Linked DNA regions of Pan troglodytes: region 2 is linked to region 1. Evidence: chromatin contacts called from public Hi-C data. All regions are on one chromosome and are shown on one strand. Each heading gives the region's core, a stretch centred on a gene start, on an enhancer-like site or on the middle of the called end of the contact. The rest is flanking DNA. Distances are from core to core; before and after follow the strand shown.

Region 1 (5,957 bases), core at 1,488-3,987:
GGGATTAGAGCCTTTATAAACGATGCCAGATAGAGCTTGGTAGTCCCTCGCACCATGGGAAGATGTAGCAAGAAGGCTCCATTCATGAGGAATGTTTTTTTTTTAAAGACAGAGTCTTGCTCTGTCGCCCAGGCTGGAGTGCAGTGGCGCGATCTCGGCTCACTGCAACCTCCGCCTCCCGGATTCAAGCAATTCTCTGTCTCAGCCCTCCTGAATAGCTGATTACAGGTGCCTGCCACCATGCCTGGCTAATTTTTATATTTTTAGTAGAGACGGGGTTTCACAATCTTGGCCAGGCTGGTCTTGAACTCCTGACCTCGTGATCCACCTGCCTTGGCCTCCCAAAGTGCTGGATATTACAGGCATGAGCCACCGCGCCTGGCCATTTTTTTTTTTTTAATTTTTATTCTCATGACTGTTAGATCACATCTGATGGTGTTTTGATCTTGGACTACTTAGCCTCTAGAGCTGTAATACATTCCTGTTGTTTATAAATCACCCAGTCTAAGGTATTTTGTTATAGCAGCCCAAACAGACTATGACAGAGTGTCACTTTTGAGACTAAGTGATGAAAGGCATTGTGGCTTCTTCTGTCTCGCCATCTTGAATCACTTGCTCTGTTGGACGTCAGCCACTACGTCATGAAGACACTCAAGCAGCCCTATAGAAAGGTCTTCATGGTGAGAAATTGAAGCCTCCGCCCAATAGCCAGCATCAACTTACTAGCTATGTGAATGATCCATGCTGAAAGAGCCTCCCGTAGTCCCCCTGAAGCCTTCAGATGACTGCAGCCCTGGTAGGCTTCTTGACTGCAACATCATAATGCCCTGAGCCAAAACCACCCAACTATGCCGCTCCTGAATTCCTGACACACAGAAACTGAGATAATATTTATCACTGTTTAACTTACTAAGCTAATAAGTTTTAAACCCTTAAGCTTTGAGGAACTTTTTTTTATCCAGCAATAAGTAACTAATAAAGATGGGTAGAAAGGAGGAATGAAGAGTAAAGGGCCTTTATTCATTGTTCATATATGTTCATTTGCTAGGCACTTGCTGCCGGCACCTTAGGCTAAGGGGTAGAACAAGTGCTGGGTTCACTGCTGCTTTTGTACACTGCTGACAACCAAATAGGGCTGTCACACAGAATGACAAGAAAAAAGGACATGTCCTCTTTCCTCCCCTTCCTCCTTTTTGCTTTAAGGGGAAGGCTAGGATGACATTGAGAACTCACACAAATTTTGTTTTTGACTCCTCAGTGTTCCCTGGGAAAAGGTGCATTGGCCTTTGTGTACTTGCTACAAGGCTGTGTATCCTTGAGAGCAGGACTTGGATCTTATTTATTTCTATCCCCGTTTCCTAGCAAGTGAACATATATGAACAATAAATGTTATCAAGGGAGAGGGCAAATTTCCCTCCCTGTTTCTTCTGAATTCTGAAGAGATTCCATTGTTAGAATGGTTTCTTACTGCAACCATCCCATTCACAGTCCATCAGCGAAGTCTTGAGAGTATGATGCCTGTCATGAGCCACTTTCACTACTAAATAAATTCCGTCCCTCTGTTAAGTTCCTGGCTTTTAGGACACCCCTGCCTTCAGGACCGTTTGACCCTTCTATCCCATTTTCTCTATGCAATGTTGCTTTAACTGTTGTTCAAGATCCCAGGATGCTTGATCCGGGAAAGCACAGAGGTCTGCTGCCAACATACCAACATACCTCTCTGTCAAGTTGTCCAAAATCACAATAGAAAGAGCCCTGGACTAGAGCTAGGAGACCTGAGTTCTCGGCTGCTCTGTTACTGATTAGCGTCTATGTCCTTGGACAAGCTGCTTCCCTTTTTCCGGACCTCGGTTCCTTGTCCTAGATAGGTTCTAAAGTCGGCGGGTCCTTACAGTCAGGATTCTAAGGTGCAATCCAAAAGTAAAACCAGTGATCAGTATACCTCTGAGTAGCTGTTAAGGTTACAATACGAGGTTCCTCGGCCTTCCCTTTGGTAGCCAATGGATACGGCCTCAGTCAGAGGCCGTCAGGTTTACTGGGAAGAGCCTTCCGGTTTTGAAAGACAGGATCTCCGGGTTTCCAGTTCTGTCACTCACTCGGGGTAACTTTGGGCAAATTCTCTCTGGACCTCCTAATAGGGAGGTCCTTGTCACCCAGAGGAAGTTCGAAGACGTGGGCAGTGACTTGGAAAGCTTCCCGAGATTCCCCTTCTATAACCTGGGTGGCTCTGACCGGGAGCGGGGTCCCAGCCGGCCGGTAGTTCCGCCCGGAGGTGCGCACGAAACAAACCTGCAGCGCTGGCCGAGGGCGGCTCAGCTTCGGAGGGCGCGACTCCAGGTGAGTTCTTAAAGGGACCGTCAGAGTTTGGGTAACACCTGCGATGCTGACCGGGCGGGGACGCAGGCTTGAGGGAAATGAATGAATGAATGAATGAGCGAATGAATGAACAAACCTTCTCTGCCCACCCTTAAGTATACCATACTCGGAATTAATCAGTTAGGCTTAAAAATCTTGTACTATAACCCTCAAACTCTTGCCAAGTTAACCAGTGTCTCTATTTCATATGTCCTTCTTTAATGAAACCCCTCCCCCCAAGCCTATTACTAAGGGACGAAGAGTAACTTAACAATCAGCCTGGAGTGGAAGGCAATGCAGAGTTGGCACCCCTCCCCGAACTCCTCCCTCTCCCTCTCCCAGGCCCCGCCCTCCCCGCCCCCTGGGAGGTGCAGTTGGCTCCTCCTTAAGGCGGCTTTTCCCCGGTGGGGATCTACCCCCGGGGTCGCCAGGCGCTGTCTCTGCCGCGGAGTTGGAAACGGCACTGCTGAGTGAGGTTAAGGGGTGTCTCGGTATGTGCGCCTTGGATCTGGTGTAGGCGAGGTCACGCCTCTCTTCAGACAGCCCGAGCCTTCCCGGCCTGGCGCGTTTAGTTCGGAACCGCGGGACACGCCGGTGGGCTAGGGCAAGGTAAAGGCGGGCCCCTCCAGGGCCACCCCGGGCCACCTGTGGAGTCCGAGTGTTAACTCCTTCGTTCTCAGAGCCACTTCAGCGGCCGCCCTTTTACGCGAAGAGGTTCCCTTAGGATGCTCCCCGGGTACCCCTTCCGTTCCCCTGCCCTCCCCCGACCCGCCTCCCCCTTCCAACCCGAAGGTAGCAGCGCGGGGAGCCCGGGGCTCGGCGCGAGCCGCCTCCTCACTTCCCATTGGCTGAGAGCGCCGGGAAAGCGGTCACGTGGGAGCGCGGCAGGCCAGCTCGGGGGCCGCCATCTTGGCGGAAAGTTTCGGGGGAGAGCGGTTGGGGGCGCGGAAGGAGGCGAGGTTCCGGGGGTGGGGCGTGCAGGCGGCAACTGGGCGAGCGGGCCGGGGGGCCGCGGCGAGCGGGGAGGCGGCGCGGCCGAGAAGGAGGACGAGGCCGCGGGGGTGCGGCGGCCCAGGAGAGCTCCTCCCCCGTCCCTTCACCCCCTCCGCTCGGCTCCGCGGGCCCCGGGCGGGGCGGGGGTACGTGGAGCGGGGCCGGGCTGGGGAGCTGCTCCGAGTCTGGCCGGGGCGCACCCCAGTTCCGAGCGCACGCCGCTCACCGCAACTTTGTGGCGGCGCCGCAGGTGTGGGGGCCCGCGGAGGTGTGCATGCGGGGCGCGAGGGCGTCGCGGAGAGCGGCCGCTGCCCTGTCCGGCCCCCGCTGGAGCAGCCCGGAGGCAGCGAGCAAGGAGAAAGGCAAGCGAGAGGAGGGGGCCCGAGCAGGGCGGGCGGCCAGTCCCGCTGGTCCCCTCTCAGCGCTCTGCGGCCGCTGCTGGCTCAGGGGCCAAGGGTCGGAGCGCTTCACCCGCCCGTACCCAGTAGCAGGTGGGGAGTGTGGATACTTGTGCGGGGGAAGAGGCGGCCTCAGGTCTAGGCTCTTTGGGGAGGGGACGCTTTCGAGGAGAGTTTGGAAGCCGACTTCTGTCTGTTCTTAATTTGGAGGGGTACCCACTCCAAGGAAAAGCTTTCCACATTGACAGACAACTGCTGCGTTTTGAGACTCTTTCTTTGACTTGGTAAAACTTTGGAACGTGGGGTTTTCAAATAGGCTGCGAGGGTTTTCTATTTCGATAGGGGGAAATGCTAGTTTAACATGATTCTATCCTTTTTCCTTTCCGTTGTGTGTTTTAAAGGTGTGTGCCCTCTTCCTGATTCTGGAGAAAAATGCCGGTCCGGAAGCAAGGTGAGAGTTTATTCCGTAACTCTGTTGTCGATGTCACTTGCTTTTCCGTGTGTCAGTTTTTTGATTGCCGTTTTAGAATCGTTTGTGTAACTTTGATGAGACAGCACGGTCCTAGCTTTATTGCTTAGGGAATCTAAGCCTCATATCATTTCAGAAGATGGAAACACGAAAATGTTTGTTAAACTTTCTTAACATTTCTCTAGTGATTAAGAGAGGCAGTTAGCCACCCCCAACAGATGTCCTTAATAACCCTGAATTGGTGTTTTAGTATTTCACTCTATCATTCTTACTAAGCACTATTCTGTGAGCAACTGTAGGATACTAAGAATTTGTATTTTGAAATGTTAAAAATTTGGATTATGATGACAAATTGTAGATAATCTGCTTTTGCATATCAGGTAATCTGAAACTGTTGCTAATACTTTGATCTTTTACTTTGGCAAACTACCAGTACACATTTATTCCAAACTGCTCACTCTCCTCCGTTTTCTAATGTGATATATGTTTAAATTTTTCTTGTATTTCTTTAATTTTTTTTTTTATTTTTTGGTCATTCTAAGGAATATGTGTACATGAACATAGTGACATCAATTGACCTGAAGGATTTGCGGAACTATTTAGATGTCATGCAGAATTACTTGCACTAGTATGTGATACTTTTTTTGTAAATAGAGAGTTTTAATCAGGCTCTGCTTTTTCTTCTCAGATACCCAGAGAGCATTGCACCTTTTGGAAGAATATCGTTCAAAACTAAGCCAAACTGAAGACAGACAGCTCAGAAGTTCCATAGAACGGGTTATTAACATATTTCAGAGCAACCTCTTTCAGGCTTTAATAGGTGGGAATTAAAACTTCGTAACTATTATGCCAGCTAGGCTTTATGCTCCTCTCAATTCATTTATTTTAAACTTAAGAAAATGATGTACTTAATTCTCTGAGGCATTCGGTAACTTGAACATCTTCAGTGAGTTGTGTGTTTTTCATAGGCCAGTGTCCTTTCTTAAAATAACTAGTAACCAAAAAACTTTCAGGATTATTTCAGTGGCTTTTGAGAACATTGTTTCACATCTTAATAGCATTAACTATTAAAAGATGTTGCACAGATGTTTAAGGACCTAAAAGGTATGACTGAGTTACTGTGAGCTTGTTTCTGTATTTGACTGGCGTGTCTCTGAAGTCATTGAAAGCGTGTGAAGGGTTCTGCTGTGTTGAAGAACATTCATTCCCTTAATGTAGATTTCTGTTTGAGCTTGGCATTCATGGAGTCAGAATTTTAGACCTGGAAAATGATCTTAGAGATGATCTTGTCTAGTAACCGTATTTTACAGGCAAGAAAATGGAAAGTTTTATTCTTAATTGTAACTTAATTTGAAGTGGTGCATTGTTTGAAAGAACTGAAAAAATAAGAGTCCTGAGTTCTTTTGCCACTAATTGAATGATATATCCCAAGTCATTTAATCTTTTCTATGCCACCATATTAGCTGTAGAATGTAGCTGTTGAAATGGCAGAATGGGTTTAAAGCCTTTTTTAAGTAGATAAATCATTTTTAAAAGCATCATCTCATATTTTGTGTATAATCTCCTATGTGTAAAACAAGGTGACTTGTCTGGCTCTTTTGTCCAGGTACCTCAAAAAGTTTGCGAACCACCGAACTAGAAAGTTTGTCTCTTCCAATTCTAAGAATGAAGTTTTTTTTTTTTTTTTTAGTTATCAACTATATAACATTTTAACATAAGAAGACATATACTTAATTATATTA
Region 2 (5,957 bases), core at 1,373-3,872, 220 kb before region 1:
CCTGTCCTCTTTCAGGGCTGTCTCGGGGCTCCCTCCCAGCTGCAGCCCCAGGTACTTCCTCGTCTGCACTCCAACCCCCATCGCCAGGGCTGCTGTCAGTGGCTAGACACTTGGCCCTAGTGTGCTACTTATCTGCACGTCGTACTACTGGAGCTGGACTTTAAGCTCCATAAGGGGAAGAGGAAGCTTTCAGGCTGTATTTCTCCCTCACCAGCACCAGACCTTGCCTATAGTGAAAGCTCAGATCCACACAGACAGCTGTCTCGCCTCCCACTTCTCCCCTCGTGTTTTCACCCCAAATTATCACCGCATCGGGCTTGATCTGGTTTTTGAGTCAGTTGCGTGTTGCCCATTACACTGTGCCCTGCTGCTTCTCACTCACTTGTCCTCCCATGTCCTGCCTGGCACAGCCAGGTTCCCAGGGAAGACCAGGGGTGCCGATGCTGATGCGAGGGCCTGAGCTGGCCTTGCCTATTGAATGAGAAGGCTCCTGGGTGGCTCAGAAGTGGTTCCAGCCAAGCCTCTAGAGACATGCCAGACTTCTCTCCTCTGTGTCATAGGGCAGTAACGCCTTAGCAGGTATCTCTGTCTCCCTCTGTAGGCCGCGTCGTCAATATCAGCAGCATGCTGGGCCGCATGGCCAACCCGGCCCGCTCCCCGTACTGCATCACCAAGTTCGGGGTAGAGGCTTTCTCGGACTGCCTGCGCTATGAGATGTACCCCCTGGGCGTGAAGGTCAGCGTGGTGGAGCCCGGCAACTTCATCGCTGCCACCAGCCTTTACAGCCCTGAGAGCATTCAGGCCATCGCCAAGAAGATGTGGGACGAGCTGCCTGAGGTCGTGCGCAAGGACTACGGCAAGAAGTACTTTGATGAAAAGATCGCCAAGATGGAGACCTACTGCAGCAGTGGCTCCACAGACACGTCCCCTGTCATCGATGCTGTCACACACGCCCTGACCGCCACCACCCCCTACACCCGCTACCACCCCATGGACTACTACTGGTGGCTGCGAATGCAGATCATGACCCACTTGCCTGGAGCCATCTCCGACATGATCTACATCCGCTGAAGAGTCTCGCTGTGGCCTCTGTCAGGGATCCCTGGTGGAAGGGGAGGGGAGGGAGGAACCCATATAGTCAACTCTTGATTATCCACGTGTGGATTATCCACCATGCCAGGAAGACCCATAACTGGTTTTAACACTAACTAGAGGGAATGACTTCTTTGCATAGTGAGTGACTTGGGCCTTCACAAAGAGGGTGTGGAGTGGCAGGCAGGGGCCCCTAAATCTCAGGGCAAACATGGTGAATCTATCTCTCTGGAGATAATTTCATACAGAGATTTTAAGAAAACATCTTTATATTAAAAACAGATTTATTGTAGAATAGAATCAAAACTCCTTTATGTCTTCAAGTCAAATTATCAGTTTTTAAAAATTATCTCCTTTGATCCTTAAGCCAGTCTCATGAATGAAAAGGACAGGTTTTTTTCTTTTGTACATGAAGCATTTGCAGCTTAAAGAGGATGCATGAAATAACCCTTTTATCGCTTATAAATAGTGCCAGTCATGTGTTCCCACCACGGCTGTGGAAATACTTCACATTTGCATTCCAGGACTGTTTTGGATCCATTTGCCCAAGAATCTTCTGACTAACTCTGTGTCCTCATCTGAGCAGCACATACCAAGTGCCCACTGGTACCTCTGCATGTCCATGGTGCTGTGTGACTGGCCAGCCAGCAGCCAGTGACTCAGAGCTGGCTGTATGGAGGGGGTGGGAATGTTTCTGGAGATTTTTTTTTTCCAGACACAGTCTTGCTCAGTCCCCTAGGCTGGAGTGCAATGGCACCATCTCCGCTCACTGCAACCTCCGCCTCCCTGGTTCAAGCGGTTCTCCTGCCTCAGCCTTCCAAGTAGCTGGGGTTATAGGCACCCACCACCATGCCGGGCTAATTTTTGTATTTTTAGTAGAGATGGGGTTTCACCATGTTGGCTAGGCTGGTCTCGAACTCCTGACTTCAAGTGATCCGCCTGCCTTGGCCTCCCAAAGTGCTGGGATTACAGGCATGAGATTTTTACTTGAGATTTTTCCATCCTCTTTTAGGACTCAGGATAGACTTGTGTGGAGGTGCTCTCTGGCTAAGGGGATAAGTTGTTACTGGTTTGGGTCTGCTTGATTTTGCCTTGGGTGGGGCCAGTGTCGATGGGGCAGGCTTGGCACGAGCAGTGGTGCCATGGCAGGGCACTGTGGCATCTTCTCCCCTAGCAGTGGATTTGGGGTCCCTGCTTGCCTCACGTGGTGCTTACACACATGCGCGCGCGCGCGCGCACACACACACACACACGCCCCTGTTCTGCAGGGCTTCAGCGTGGCCTTCATTCCCGCCTCGCCTCGGCCTATTTTCAATTAAGAAGTGATGCCACTTGAGGCAGGGTCTGCATGATCACTTCTTGGGTTTGAGTTTGAAAGCTGCCATCCCTGCAACTGCCCAGGGCCTGTATGTTGGGACCGAAACCAAACGCCACTGTCCTCCAGGGGGCTTTCGGCCCGGGGCAGGGTCCCGAGTGCCCGCCTTACAAATCGGACTCAACGTTTCCGCCTCTCCCTGGGCGCGCTGGGCCTGCCGCTAGAGGGCGCTCCTCCTCCGCAGCCGGCGCCGGCCTCCGAGGCCCCAGACTCCCGAGCTGCCGCCCGAGCCCGAGGTTTCTCACGGCGTTCGGGATTCTCACTTCGGAAACTGGGAACAAAGAAGCAAGCAACACCCTTTAGAAACAGTGTTCTCGCTCTCCTAGCAGCTGGCCCGAACCTGGAGGCTGGTGCCAGGAGAAGGCAGAAGAACCCGGGCAGCTGGAGTGGGCTGTGGGGTTCAGGCAGTGCCAAGGAAGAAGGGTCTCACAATGGGCAAATTCAGCTCGCCTCTCGGGCCTTTGTCCCCGCTGTCTTCAAACAGGGATCCCCTGTCCCAGCTCCCCTAGGAGGAGGGAGGGGAGGCAGGCAGGGCTGAAACCCTCCAGAGCGCAGAGGGGGACGCTTGGTGGCCACTGCAGTTACATAAAACCCTCCAGAGCACAGAGGGGGACGCTTGGTGGCCACTGCAGTTACATAAAACCCTCCAGAGCACAGAGGGGGACGCTTGGTGGCCACTGCAGTTACATAAAACCCTCCAGAGCACAGAGGGGGACGCTTGGTGGCCACTGCAGTTACATAAAACCCTCCAGAGCACAGAGGGGGACGCTTGGTGGCCACTGCAGTTACATAACCATAGGATGCTTTTGTACCGTGGACCTTGTTCTAGCAGGATCCTTTCGGAATTGCATTTTTACATGTTGGGCGAATTTGTTTTCGTGCTGAAGTTTATTAAAGGAAAATAGATGGAGCCTTGGAGTTGCACGTGTGCGTCCCTGCCTGGGAACTAGAGGAAGGGGGGGCCACATACTCTGGGTCCCGATCAGCAGACCCGAACGTCGGAGAAGCTGCATGGGCGTCTACTGGGATCTTCTGAGTAAGCTAGAACTGCTGGGCCGGCCTATGTAGGTTGTTCTGGCTTTTAATCATTTCCAGTGATTGAAAAGCCCAGGCTACCGTCCCTCCAAATAACTCCAGTGCTAACTCAAATCTCATATTCACCATTCGCTTTCCGGCAGCTTAGAACCTACCAGGGCGCAGGACGTAGTTTTCATCTTTACCAGAGTGCGTGGCCGGGCGCGGTGGCTCACACCTGTAATCCCAGCATTTTGGGAGGCCCAGGCGGTCGGATCGCCGAGGTCAGGAGTTCAAGACCAGCCTGGCCAACATGGGGAAACCCTGTCTCTACTGAAAGTACAAAAATTAGCCAGGCGTGGTGGTGGGCACCTGTAACCCCAGCTACTTGGGAGGGTGAGGCAGGGAGAATCGACTGAACCCAGGGGCGAAGGTTGTACTGAGCCAAGATCATGCCACTGCACTCCAGCCTGGGCAACAGAGAGAGGTTCTGTCTCAAAAAACAAAACAACAACAACAAAACAAAAAAAAAGGGTGAGAGGACAAAACAGGTGTATATTCCCATTTTATAGATGACATAACTGAGGCCCAAAGAAGGAAAGTGACTCACTCAGTGTCACAGTAAATCCAGGGCAGGACCAGGGCCAGAACAAAAGTCTCCTGAGTGGCACTCTTCACTATCACATAACACTGTGGCTCGCAACAGCGCTGGAAGCAAAGCCAGTTGGGGTCACCAGGCACCTAGACCCTCACTGCTTGTCTGCTGGCAGAGAGCTGCTCCTTCTTGTCAGAGTAAGTAGGAAGGAGGCCTTTGCCTGTGTGGACCTATGGTCTGGTGACTCCAGCCAGCACAAACCCCTCCCCTGATGGTTGGAGGCTGGGCAAGGGCTTCTTGCAAGATGCGCCTGACAGTGCCTTGTTACAGAGCACCTGCTGTGCTTAGCATTCCACCCGGGGCCAAGAGGCTGTGTGAGCAGGTGACAGCCAGCCTGGCCCCGCCTGTCACAAGCTGCTAGGTCTGCACCCTTGCCACCCATGGCAGGGGGTCTGACAAAGACTCCCCATTTGTGAGGTCTGTTCACTGCCTGTATTTCGAACAGGGCCTGGCTCTGCAAACCTGTGCAAACTGTGTTGATGTAGGAGCCGACATGAGCAAGCAGAGGCTCCCCTGGCTCAGGCAGCCCCAGGTTGGGTTGGCCAGACAGCAACCAGGCACAGGGGCCCAGTGCAGGTCCTGCTACCCAGCCACCACAGCTGCCTCTCACCTGATTCTCACAGCAACCCAGGCAGGATAGGCAGGGTGGGGTTATCTTATTTTGCAGAAACAGGCTTTCCCAAGTCTGTCACCAAGTGAGGGGTAGAGCTGGGTGTCAAGCCAGATCTAACCTCCAGCCCAGAGCTGGTGATGCGGAAAATCAGGGCAGATGGCAGCAGGATCTAAACTAGGGAGGGAAGAAGCCCTCAGTTACGTAACAGCGAGGAGACTCTCAGCCTACGCACAGCAGCAACCACGGGGTCCTGCCACTCGAGCCAGACCCTCCTTCCCTTCCCGTTTTGGGCTCTAAGTGCTGCCCCCTGCCAGAGAATGTGCTGGAAGAGCCCCCGGTATCCTTCCAGCGGGAAGTCGGCTCTGTCAAGGCCGTTCCCGAGAGCAGGCTCTAGGAATTCAAAGAGCAAGCAGGCAGAGCTGGATTCTGGAGCTGCCCTCAAAGGGCTTGAGGGTTATATGAGCGCCGTGCTTGAGAAGTTAGTGATGATTTCTGCTCAAAGAGACGGAGCAAGAGGGCTGAGGGGCTCTGGTGCTCTGGGGGAGATGAAACAACCCCACAGTATATGAGGCCTCTCTGGTGTGTGCGGGCACTAAGGAAGGGTGACTTGTGAGTGGCGCATTCGGAGGCACGGGGTGGGCAGCTGTTGAGCAAGGGACCAGGGCTGGGACAGGCTGCCAGGACCCCCACAACCCCAGGGGAGGAAAGGGGACTCAGCCATCATCGTGCCTGACTCCCAGGCTCCCAGATGAGGAGCCTGCTAGCCAGGGCTTGAAGCCCTCCAGTGACAGGGGGTGCATTACTTCCTAAGAGGCCATTTCCTTGGTTCAGAAACATTTATCCAAAGACTGAGCCGAAATCTACCACCTCACTTAATGTTTTTGGCAGCTGGTTATGACCCAGACCCGCACAGAATAATTTAACTCTTCTGAAATAGACTTCCAGATATTTGGAAGTGGCCAAGTCAGGTTTAAGAGCTCAGGTCTCCCATTTGACAAGATTTCCATCTCCTCGCTGTCTGAACAGGTTTCAGCTGTGGTTATCCAAGCCCTCATTCTTGATGACACACACCAGGCTGAATGGACTTTAGAGTTCCCCTCAAGCCGCCAAGCGCTCTGAGACAGGTTTACTAGCTTTGGTGAGATGCTGACACGCCTCACATGCACGTGCCCCTCCCAACTACTCAAGTGAGTTCGTGGCAAATCTCT

The links. A called contact is a pair of places that touch in the nucleus more often than the background predicts.
Region 2: a Hi-C map of stem cell-derived neural progenitor cells shows a contact between it and region 1, with 5 times the contacts expected there. The contact joins the enhancer-like site here to the promoter of DLG1 in region 1. A contact is called at or near these places in 1 of 7 Hi-C or Micro-C datasets (stem cell-derived neural progenitor cells) and 1 of 1 datasets of contacts at active chromatin or transcription factors (stem cell-derived excitatory neurons).

What each region holds. Positions count from the first base shown.
Region 1 is chr2:200,454,884-200,460,840 of NHGRI_mPanTro3-v2.0_pri, reverse strand. It overlaps DLG1 (discs large MAGUK scaffold protein 1), which reads left to right and starts at 2,737. Exons shown (of 25, transcript XM_063806507.1): 1 at 2,737-2,846; 2 at 4,148-4,197; 3 at 4,904-5,035. The coding sequence starts at 4,179.
Region 2 is chr2:200,678,031-200,683,987 of NHGRI_mPanTro3-v2.0_pri, reverse strand. BDH1 (3-hydroxybutyrate dehydrogenase 1) reads left to right here. Exons shown (of 7, transcript XM_016942570.3): 7 at 602-3,377. The coding sequence ends at 1,071. Among named protein-coding and RNA genes, the nearest start is that of BDH1, 63 kb to the left of the region's middle. Within about 2 kb of position 2,622, at least 13 of the 24 cell types and tissues checked have an H3K27ac peak or open chromatin away from gene starts, as enhancers often do. A contact at or near this core is called in stem cell-derived neural progenitor cells, where this site is marked.